3 separate regions of the Sus scrofa genome follow, and regions 2 and 3 are each linked to region 1. A link is a contact called in public HiChIP or PLAC-seq data. All regions are on one chromosome and are shown on one strand. The core of a region is the stretch at or near the end of the contact, and the rest is flanking DNA. Distances in the headings are between cores, read along the strand shown.

Region 1 (4,037 bases), core at 549-3,048:
ATGGGGTAAGGGGAGCTGCCTTCGCTGGCCTCTCCCTTCTGGGTCTAACATCTTTGGTAAGACTTAGAAGTTTGGTTGTCACGATGACAAAGCTCCTGAACCTTCTCCTCCCCTCCCTTCCAGGCATTGTTTCTATTTTTGAGTTGCTGTCCCAGTTTCTCCCCCCCCCCCCCATAATACAGGGTTCCTGTGAACCTTCCTGGCATTGCCCTAAAAGGAAGAAGCAAGGGTGAAAACTCCCTCTGAATGAAACCCCAGGGAGACTCTTGGCTCCTCTGCCCCAGCCCAGGCAGGCTGCCGCTAGGGTTAGCTTTGAGAGGCCAGCAGGAGAGGGGGCAGGCAGGAAAGGGAGGTTTAGAAGTCCCCAGACCCAGGAGAGAGCAGAGGGTCACAGATGCCAGGAGGTCACAGGGTCATGAGGGAGGAGGACAGGGCTGGGATGATGGTCACTCAGGTGGAACCTGGCCTATAGGAGGCCCTTTGCAAGAAGTGGGTCTGTGACATCTGCGACACTGGACAAACCTTTGTGCTACCTCTCTCCCCAAATCCGTAGTGCCTTCCTTGTTTAGCTCATGGGAAGAATGAAAAATCTCTTCCTTTTCTTGCTGGATGCTGTCTCCCAGGGAACTAGTCCATAACTTTCCTCCCCCCAGCAGCCAGCAGTAATGTGACAGCCTAAGGAAAAAGTGGTGTCCTTACTGGGATGCCAGTGGAGGCACCAGGGTCAATGGTGAAGAAGACCAGGGGTACTTGCCAACCCAGCTCCGCCTGGATGCAGCTGCCAGGGCAGCTGCCCTGGGCCCAGTTACACTCAGTACTCAGCTGTCCCCTCCTCTGGAGTCATTCTCTGATCACTGACCTCTTTCCATCACCTTCCCTCTCAGCATCCTGCTTAATTTCCTACCTGGGTGGAAACATTCTTGTTTACTGCCTAGTTCAGGCCCTGGAATCTGAGCTCCCTCAGAGGAGAGCTCCATGTCTGCTCCGTCTTTGTACCCTCAGCACCCAGGGTCCCAGCGCCCTGCTCCCTATGCCCCGGGCAGAGGAGGTGCCCCATAATACCTGTAGAGTAAACAGACGAATGCCTTTTCCAAAGCATTTAGCCCCGTGTGAGGTGCTTAATCATTCTAAGTTGATGGAAAATATAAAGAGGAAGAAGAAAAAGCCATTGTTCCCTAATGAACCACGTGTGTGCGCTGTGACCCCATGAGGCGGGTGTGCGCTGCCCTGAGTGTGTCCCACACGCATGAGCCGAGTGGCTGCTCTGGGTATAGTCTACGGGTGTGCGCTATGCGTGTGTACTCTGGGCACATCTTCATGCTTAGAGCTTCACATACACCAGTCTCTTGAATGATAGCAGTTGGGGATGCCTTTTTGAGGATAAAGAAACCAGCCTTGTGGCTTTCGGTTTCCAGCCTCTCCGGCCATGAGCTAATAATGGGGAGGGTGGAAAACAGCCAAGGATCCCAGGCAGTCTCAGTGGGGGAGCACTGGAAAGAAAGCAGGCCGTGACCTGAGACCCTCAGCTCTATTCCCCGGCCTGCTCTCCCCTTGGGGCCCTTTCTGCTCAGGCCTCCCTCGTGACCTGGCGAGGGGCCCTCACGAGAGAAGAGTTTTCTCCTCGGATGGCTCCCAGCCAGGCTCCCCGGGCCTTCCACTGAGGCCCCGGATGGACGGCAGCCCATCCCTGTCCCTCCCTCGCCTGGGGGAGGTGGGGTCCGAGAGTCTGCTGTGAATGGAGCTCTGATAAGGGACAGGCCCTGCCAGACGTTGCATCAGGCAGCAAAGCTCCACTCCCCTCGCTGCTCAGGGCCAAGAGCACAGCAGGGATTGGGGCCTCAGCTATGGCAGGCCCTGCTCCCTCTCCAGGGAGCCCTTTCACCAGGCGGGAGGAGGAGCCGCCTGGGCTGAGGGAGACCAAGAGAGGTGGAAGCAGCTCCCTGGGCAGAGATGGGAGCAGTGAAGCAAGGCCCCTGGAGGAAAATTCTGGACCAACTTATAGTAGCAGCCCTCAGGGGCCGGGAGGCTGTCCCAACCATGCTGTGTCACCAAATATCTGGGAAGGGAGACCTTGGGGTGTGTGTGTATTTCTGTGAGTCGTCTCTGGATCCCCTAGAGTGGAGACAGAGGACAGACAGGGAGAAGAGCCCACATGCTCATAGATGTGATCTCTGCTTGGGGGATGTGGCGTCCATCCAGGGGACTGTCCAGGCGAGGTTGTTGCACGTAGGGACTTCCAGAGATGGCTTGAGCTGTCGAGCTTAGTGTTCGACAGGAGAGTAAAAGCCCAAGAGTTGCTGGGCGAACCAGCAAGGGAAGGAAGAAGAGAAGGAGGGAGAGAGCAAGGAAGGGGAGGAAGGCCTGGCTGATGGATGCTCCCCCGGGGCAGCCAGGGCTGTCATTCCTCCTCAAGCCCCTCACATCCCAGGGCTCCAGCTTCCTCTCCCAAGAACAAACCATCTCAGACATCCAACCTCAGCCAAGACAGAGCCAGAGCAGATGCCTCCAAAGGTGGAGGTGTGTGTCCCCTGAGTGGCAGTGGACATCCAAGACCTTGTGAGAAGCCTGGATCAGAGCCATAACGTGGACCATAGGGCTGAAGGCCAGCCAGGTGGGGTGGGGTGGGGGCTTCCACAGACTCCCGGGGAACCAGCCCTGGCCAGGACAGACCCTGCTGCCCTTCAGCCCTGCTGTGCAGGGACACAAGAGAGCACACTCTTAACCCCCATTTGATACAGTCACTTCACCAGGGCCTGCCGAGCTGTGCAAATCCCAGTGCTAACAGCTGCATGGCTAAGGGGCCCTAGAGAACAGTCCCAGGCCTCCCTATCAGTGAAGGTACTTCCCACACTTCTCCACTGAACCCTGGGCCCTGAGCCAGGTCAGAGCAAACCCACTGCTCTGGGCTTTGCTATCCTTGTCCAGTCAGGAGCTACAGCAGAGCTTGGCTCCAAGATGCCCGCAGCCATGCAGCTGGGAGGCCTGGTGAGGAGTGTGCTAGCTTGTTTGGAACCAACCTGGACATGGGCCAAGACTCATGGCCAAGGATGGGCACCCTGCCCTAGAGAGTGAACGTGTGAGAAGTAACTTGAGTGTCTCAGCAGATGGGGCTGGCTGAGTAATTGCAGTGCACCGGCACAGTGAAAGCAAGCCATGCAGGAGTTAAAAATGTTGATGCACGACTTCAAAAACTGAATTTGTTGTATTCTTTAAATTTCTTTTTTTTTTTTTTTTTTGTCTTTTTAGGGCCGCACCCACGGCATATGGAGGTTCCCAGGCTAGGGGTCGAATTGGAGCTACAGCTGCTGGCCTACACCACAGCCACAGCAACATGGGATCCGAGCCACATCTGCGACCTACACTACAGCTCACGGCCAATGCTGGATCCTTAACCCACTGAGCGAGCCCAGGAATCGAACCTGCGTCCTCATGGATCCTAGTCAGATTTGTTTCCACTGAGCCATGATGGGAACTCCATATTCTTTACATTTTTAATGGTCATGCATATGTACCACTTTAGTTAGTAAGTTTTAAAATCTAATCTGAAACTTAAAAAGCGAAACGGAGGATTGCTTTAGAAGTGGTGTGGAAAACATACTGGAAGAAGGCAGGACCAGAGGCTGGGAGACCAGGGTGTCCCTTCTGTGTTGGTCCAGGAGAGAGGAGGCGGCCGGAGCAAGCAGAGGCCAAGTGGAGAAGAGGAAGAATAGACACATGGGACCTTAAGGTGGTACCTGTGTCGTGCCCAGTATGGACGACATTATGCTCATGAAGTGAAATGAGCCAGACGCTAAAGGACAGATCCTGTATGATTCCCCTTACATGAGGTACCTAGAAAAGCCAAATTCATAGAGACAAGAAGTAGAAGGGCAGTTGCCAGGCCCTGGGGGGACGAGGACATGAGGAATTAGTGTTTAATGAGGATACAGTGTCAGTCTGAGAAGATAAAAAAGTTCTGGAGTTGGAGTTCCCTTCGTGGCTCAGTAGTTAACAAACCAGACTAGGATCCATGAGGTTTCAGGTTCGATCCCTGGCCT
Region 2 (3,542 bases), core at 98-2,597, 260 kb before region 1:
TCCCTCATCAATGCTGTGCACATGGCGTTCATCTACACTGGTAGCATCTGTCAAAGCTTTGGGTCCTAATTGTCCCTCAACTTTGACACCCCCCCCCAACTCCATCCTGAGGTAGTACTGGGGCCACAGAGCAGGACCCGGCTGGTCCTTGGAAGAGCGGGCTCCCTGCAATGGGGGAAGCAAGACACAGCTCCCCGTTGCCATGACAACTAAAAGCACCCCCATGAGCCTCTTCCTTGGCCACTAAGATCAACATCCCGCCTCGGCCACAGAAGGCACCATCCAGAGGCAAACTGAGTGAGACCCTGCTAGGGGAGTGGAGAGAATAACTTGTCTCGCTTCCCATCCAGCAGGGAGACCCATGGGCACAAGGTCCCACTTCTCATGGCCATCCTGGCTACAGTGGAGTTGTGTCCAAGAGTCGGTGGTGGGTAGGAGTGGGAGTCGGGGGGCACCTTGCTGGATGTTTCCTTGGGCAGAGCTGGATAGACGCCGAGCTGGGTGAATGGACGGGGAAGGAAACAATTTTTCTTTCCAGCAATTCAGGCCAGTGAGGTCTGGCTCCATCGGGCTGCGGCTGGGAGGTCCCCGAGGGCTGCCAGGCAGAGGCTGTGCAGGGGAGGAGGCTGCGGCGGAAGGAAAAGTTTTAGGAAAGCGGGTGGGGAGGGGTTCCCTAGCAAAGAGGCAGAAGTTCCTGGAGGTAGAGGTCTGGGCTTAGAGTCACAAAAGACCCAAGTTCAAATCCTCTCTCTGCCCTTGCAGGCACGCCCGTGCCTTTCTCTCTGCTTGAGGAGAGGGACTGAACCCTCATGACTTTGTGCCCATCTTGGGTTAAGGACCCTAGAAGTTTTTCCCATGTCATGCCCTCAGAGCGCCCCTGAAACAGGTGGGTGCCATTTGACAGATGAGAAGACTGAGGTTCAGGAGGCTACGTGGGGAAAGCCTAAGGTGAGCTCAATTCCCAGACAGAGAAAATGATCTGGCCCGGCTGGCGGTTATCTGGAGGGAAGTGGGAGGTGCCGGTCCCACCCCCACCCCCAGGCATCCTGGCCGGTCCGGAAGGAGGCTTGCGTGGTTTCCTTAAGCAAAACTGCGTCAGGCTCTTTCTGGGGGAAACCACAGTTGACTGGTGACTGTGCCTTCACTACGTGAGATGAGAAAGGGGAAACCGACACTTCTCCGGGAAGCTCTCTGTGCAGGAGACAGCAGGTTGCAGATAGAGCCGCCCCCAGGGGAGGAGGGAATGTTTAGAACTCCTTTTTGCCTTTTCAAACCCGCCTAGGATTACTAATAGAAGCCCTTGATTTAATTTAGCCTAGTTGGGGTTGAGATCTGGCAGGAAGCAGCCCCACCACAGGGGACAGCACTGCTGTCCTCCAGGGGAGGGGCTGAGTGGGCACTGAGCCAGCAGAGGGGGCGCTGGAGTTAGCGTTAGATTGGACCTAATGTTCTTCATCTGTAAAATGGGCTTGATTAGATCGTGAGGACTAGGAAAAATAATCATGACACCCGCTAGAGCCTTTCTGGGCACCACTTGTGACCTGGATGGATAAGGCAATCCTCCCTGCAGAGTGTCCCCGCCATCTCTTCCCCCCAGTTTTCCTGGGACCCCTCAAACTTACAGGAAGAAGCTTTTTCCCAGATGCCTTTGCAAATCACTTCCTGGGGCCAGATTAACAAACACCTATGGAACACCTAAAAGTTGATGCTTTTTGAATGCCTAACATAAGTCAGGCTTTATGTTAAGTGTCAGACCCTGATCAACCCTTTTAATCATCCCAGAACAACTCTTCCTTTCTCCTGAAAAAAAAAAAAAAAAAAAAAATGCTATTACTGGCATCCCCTTTTTATAGATGAGGAAAAGAGAGGTTAAGAAAGTTTACCATGTGCATTTCAGATTCTTTCTGATGCAAATGACAGAAAACCTGACTCAAACTGGCTTATAACCAAGAAGAGAATACACTGGCTCTGGAAACTGAAAATCCAGGAATGGCTTGATCTGGGGGCTCAAAAATATCATAAAAGCTGAATCTTTCCACTCTGCCACGAGGGGTCTTCTGCAGCTCTGGATTCCTATCATCCCACATTCTAGTTCAGTAGAAAAGGAATCTCTTCTTGGTAATTGTGACACAAGTCACAGGATTTACACTCATTAGACAGTTGTGGAGTAGGGGGTGGGGTGTCATCTGACAACACTGATAAAAGGCACTGCCCAGGAAGATTTCGGTGCTGACTGGCGAGTCTGGTCACTGGCCCTGTGCCTGCAGCCTCACCTGTTCCAATGGACTGAAGAGGAAGGAGGGAGGTCCTGCCTGCAAAGAAGGACCAGAAGAGATGGGGAAAGGGTGCCAGTAGCTAACTTTACCTGTGTCCTCCTTGCTGGGGTCACAAGGTCACAGAGGTGAAAAAAGGAGAGCCTGGATTGAGCCCTGGCAGTCTGAATCCAGAACCCGTGTCCAGAACTCCTCTACTACGGGTGCCAGCCTAGTGCTCAGGTCCTAGTAGAGAAAACAGATGTGGCCCACATCCTGGGACAGAGCCCACCCCACCCACCCTGTCCTCACTAGTCCCAGATCAGCCCTCATCATATCTGGTGCTCAGCCCCACCTCTGGTCTGGCTCTTGTTTTTCCCTAGAGGGCCTCTGGAGCTTTCCTTTTTCCTTTGGCTTTTTTTAGGGCCGCACCCATGGCACATGGAAGTTCCCAGGCTAGGGGTCAAATCAGAGCTGCTGCTGCCGGCCTACATCAGAGCCACAGCGATGCCAGATCCTTAACCCACTGAGCAAGGCCAGGGATCGAACCCATGTCCTCATGCATACTATTCGGGTTCGTTATCACAGAACCGCAACAGGAACTCCTAGAGCTTTTCTGATAGCTGGGCCTGGGCTGTTGCCCACCATGCCTCGGAAGGCACTCCACAGCGAGAGGTACCCACTGAGCACAGCCTGAGTTAGACACCGTCCTAGGGTCTAGTTGTTTCCTGTTTCTCCAAGTAGAGGAGAGGTTCCTCAGGGACTGGGACTGTGTCCTCCCTTCCCCTCTGTGTGGTCCTTCTCTGGGACGCAGCAGGATTTGTGTCGCAGACAGCACCTGTGATTTCAGAGGCCCTAGGCAGGCCCTGCTTTACCTCCTGTATACCGACTTGACTTTTAAAAATTTCATCATTAGGGAGTTCCCGTCGTGGCGCAGTTGTTAACAAATCTGACTAGGGCCCATGAGATTGCGGGTTCGATCCCTGGCCTTGCTCAGTGGGTTAACGATCTGGCGTTGCTGTGAGCTGGGTGTAGCTTGCAGACATGGCTCGGATCCCGCGTTGCTGTGGCTCTGGTGTAGGCCGGCGGCTACAGCCCTGATTGGACCCCTGGCCTGGGAACCTCCATGTGCTGCAGGTGCGGCCCTAAAGAGACAAAAAGACAAAAATAAATAAGTAAATAAAATTCCATCATTAGATGGCATTTCACTACCTTAACTCCTGTTAAGATTCAAATCCCCCTGGAAGAGGGGCCATGGTAGGTCATATTACTCTTTCACACTTTAGTGAG
Region 3 (3,588 bases), core at 772-3,271, 280 kb before region 1:
CATGGTCCCTAATCTGGATTCATTAACCACTGAGCCACAACGGGAACTCCTCAGGACACATTTCTAACCCTCATGCAGTAACACATTTCTTAAAGACTCAAGATGGCAGTATTCCGCTTGGCTCCACTTGTGACAGGTAAAGGTGATGTGCGGGGGGTGGGGGCGGTAAACGAACTGCATTTTACGACAATGGCAATGGCCCCGATTATGAGCCCTCATATTTACCTCATTTTCTCTTCACCTCACAACAGCTCATAAAGCGGGCTTTCCTTTCCCCGTTTTACATGTGGGAAAATGGAAGCCAAAAGGCAGTAAGCTGCTTGCCCAGCATCCCAGGCAGCATGTGGTAGACACCAGGTTTGGACACACTCTTGAGTTCAAAGTCATTGTGCCTCCTGGGGTGTAAGCAGGGGGGTCTGTTTTATCTAGAGTTGGTTGAAAATACACTGATCTCTGACTCTCCAGGGAGAGGGTCCTTGGACACTAGCCTGGGGTGACTAGAATATGCCACGCCTTTGGCGGGGGGTCGCCTTCTTCCCATCTCCCCTCCCTCATGCTGAGTCCCCATGTAGAAACAGAAGGTGCTAGGCCCCCTCTCAGGGTTACCGTCTTTACTCCTTCTAACAGCCCAGTGAGGGAAATGCCACGACTCTCACTTGACAGAAAAGGCAGATGGATCAAAGGCATCATGAACCTTTGGCAGCCACATTTGCTGGGGGAAGCAGAGCCTGGACCTAGCACCAGGCCCCTTGGACTCTTAGGCTGAGACTCTGTCCCCACATCCCCAGCTGTCTGCCGTGAGGGGAGGGGTAGGACTTCCTCTGCTCCTCACACTTTAAACGAACCATCCCCGTTCCCACTTGCTGAATTGCACGTAAAACCCAAACCTTGCATCAGTCAGCAGGCGCTGGCTCCAGTAAAAGGCTCTTTCTGCTTCTGTGGGCTTTCCCCACCGTTATCTGAGTCATCCTCTGCCGGTCCCAAGAGACTGGAGGGAGGTGGCCTCTTATCCCAACACTACAGATGGAGAGACTGAGGCAGGAAGTGACTTACTCCAATGAGTCAGGGGCCAGAGCTGGCAGCAGTCCAGGCTGGGAGGTCACAGGTGTAGCTGACAGGGTCTGGGGTGTCACACACTCCGTTAAAGAGTTTTTAATGCTTTACAGTATGCACAAATATCAAGAGATTTGTGTTAAATGAATGGATGAATGTTGCAGGCCCTGGGTGAAGAGATGAGGGGTGATACTGCAGAAAAGATGACTGTGATTAGGAAACAAAACCCAGAAGCCCAGTCTTGCCCCTGTCAGACTCCCTGAGCCCAGCTGGGGATTATAGCTCAGTTTTCCCCTCTATAAAAATCATCAAGGAGTTTCCTGGTGGCTCAGCAGGTTAAGGATACAGAGTTATCACTGCTGTAGCACGGGTTCACTCCCTGGCCAGGGAATTTCCACATGCCTCAGGTGTGGCCAAAAAAACAAACAAACAAACAAACAAAAAACAACAGCGAAAAAACACATCATGGTTATCTATTATTGAGTGAGTCCTAATGACCACTGGGGCTTAACACTTTATAGCCAGCCACTGCCTTATTTAATTCCCGCGACAACCCAATGAGGTTGGTATGCACTACCATCATCCCCATTGGACAGATGACTTATCTCAGGCTCAGAGAGGTCAAACAACTTCCCCAAGGACACTGGCATTTGTTCCAACAGGCATGACCCAACAATTCCAGGGACTGACTTAGAAGAGCATCCAAATCCATTGGGTCAGATGGGCCCGGCGCGTGTGGCGCCCACGTGGAGCTGCCCAGGTGTGCCCAAGGACTGGCACCAGGAAACCTGTATGTCTGTCAGCACTGAGCCGGGGTGGAGCGACCAACGCAAGGCCAATCGCCTGGGGCTAAAGAGCCAGAGCATCCGGGGAGGCAGGGGGGATTTGAGCAAGCTTGTCCGGGCCGTGCGCCTGCGCACGCCCACCTGTGTGCGCTCAGTCCTGGACCGAGCCAGTGCACGCGCAGCGAGCCTCCAACGCAGGGCCCTCCCTCCAGCCCAGCACAGGGGCCCGGGGAGAGCGGGAAAGCCGGAGGTGGGTAAGGACTGCGGGCGGGTCCCGCCAGCACCCTCCCCTCACCCCACCCCCGCCCGGACGGGCCCAGCAGCACGTTGCCGGCCGGCGATTGCTCCATCCGGACTCAGCCGCTTGTGCCCTCCTGCACGTGGCGCAGACGGCACACCTCCCGCGCCCGGCGGGAGGGGCTCTCCGGGACTGTCCCCGGACTTGTCCCCCGCCAGCCCAGACCGCGCCAGACTGAGTCCCTAGCGGCACGTTCACCCGGCAGCTGTCGGAGCCTCGTCCCAGACACCTTTGATGGCTGCCCTTTGCTCTGTCTGTTCTCAGCGGACAAATGAGGGAAATTGAGTAAACCGGCTCAGCAAGGCAGGAAACCCCTGGCTGCTTTGCTACGCACGATTTTTCAGCAGCTTTTCTGGGGGGCAGGGAGGATTTCTGGAGTGAAAAGAGGGAAGATGACTGGGGACTCATGCAGTCCTCTGGGGCTGTGGGCACCCTCCAGGCTGGCCTTACTGGTCTCTACCTGCCAAAGCCAGGCACAGTGCCTGACACTCATGGGTGCTTCACAGATTCTCTTTAAAATGCATTTCCTGGAGTTCCCATCGTGGCCCAGCAGAAAGGAATCCGACTAGCATCCAGGAGGACACAGGTTCTATCCCTGGCCTCCCTCAGGGGGTTAAGGATACAGTGTTGCCATGAGCTGTGGTGTAGGTCCCAGAGGAGGCTTGGGTCCTATGATGGTGTGGCTGTGGCATAGGCTGACAGCCATATCTCCAATTAGACCTCTAGTCTGGGAACCTCCATGTCCACAGGTGGAGCCCTAAAATGACCAAAAAAATATCATTTCCTCACCCTCCTCTTGGTTTTGAGTGGCTGCCAAGAAGAGTGCCAGGGTCAAGGGGCCACTGCTTGGGGCTGGAGCTGAAGGCTAGCATCTGGGGCTTTAGGGGGCCTTTCGTATGGGTTTGCTGTTTCACTTGGGCAAATCCCTTGATTTCTCTAGGCCCCATTTCTGGGACAACTCAGTAATAAGGTAATCCCCCTGGCCCTAAAGCTCAGGACAGACTTTGAACTCCTAGCAAGCAGGAAAAGGAAACTTCCATTTGAAGCAGAGATTTCCTCTGGACTGTTAATATTCTGCTGGATCTATCCAGGCCAGGGTCTGCAGTATTCTGTGTCTAGACTCAGTGACAGAAGTAGCTTGCTGTTACTTATAGAGTCAAGTTCAAATTCCTTGGTTTGGTGTTCAAGGCTTCCTCACATGGCTTCCAACCAACCTGTTTAGCCTCACCCCATCTACACCCCCACACTGTAGCCTTAGGAGGAATCTCACACTTCCCCAAATATACTACACACAGTGTTGATACATCTCTGCCCTTGCATATGCTGATCCCTCTGCCCAGAATGCTCTTCCCTACACTCTGCATATGGTTGGTTCCCTCTCATACAGATCTCCCTTGAAATGTCACCATCCCAGCAGAGAGGTCTTTCCCAAATATCCAGTAAAGCAGGGGC

Evidence for each region. HiChIP or PLAC-seq counts read pairs in DNA pulled down with a chosen protein or histone mark.
Region 2: an H3K27ac HiChIP or PLAC-seq map of alveolar macrophages shows a contact between it and region 1. The contact joins two enhancer-like sites. A contact is called at or near these places in 2 of 2 datasets of contacts at active chromatin or transcription factors (alveolar macrophages and skeletal muscle).
Region 3: a contact with region 1 is called in an H3K27ac HiChIP or PLAC-seq map of alveolar macrophages. The contact joins two enhancer-like sites. A contact is called at or near these places in 2 of 2 datasets of contacts at active chromatin or transcription factors (alveolar macrophages and skeletal muscle).

The regions. Positions count from the first base shown.
Region 1 is chr14:74,876,697-74,880,733 of Sscrofa11.1, reverse strand. The region is part of intron 1 of CHST3 (carbohydrate sulfotransferase 3); the gene reads right to left. Among named protein-coding and RNA genes, the nearest start is that of CHST3, 28 kb to the right of the region's middle. Within about 2 kb of position 1,798, at least 54 of the 83 cell types and tissues checked have an H3K27ac peak or open chromatin away from gene starts, as enhancers often do. A contact at or near this core is called in alveolar macrophages and skeletal muscle, where this site is marked.
Region 2 is chr14:75,136,331-75,139,872 of Sscrofa11.1, reverse strand. No RefSeq gene overlaps it. Among named protein-coding and RNA genes, the nearest start is that of DDIT4, 20 kb to the right of the region's middle. Within about 2 kb of position 1,347, at least 22 of the 83 cell types and tissues checked have an H3K27ac peak or open chromatin away from gene starts, as enhancers often do. A contact at or near this core is called in alveolar macrophages, where this site is marked.
Region 3 is chr14:75,157,279-75,160,866 of Sscrofa11.1, reverse strand. No RefSeq gene overlaps it. Among named protein-coding and RNA genes, the nearest start is that of DNAJB12, 31 kb to the left of the region's middle. Within about 2 kb of position 2,021, at least 51 of the 83 cell types and tissues checked have an H3K27ac peak or open chromatin away from gene starts, as enhancers often do. A contact at or near this core is called in alveolar macrophages and skeletal muscle, where this site is marked.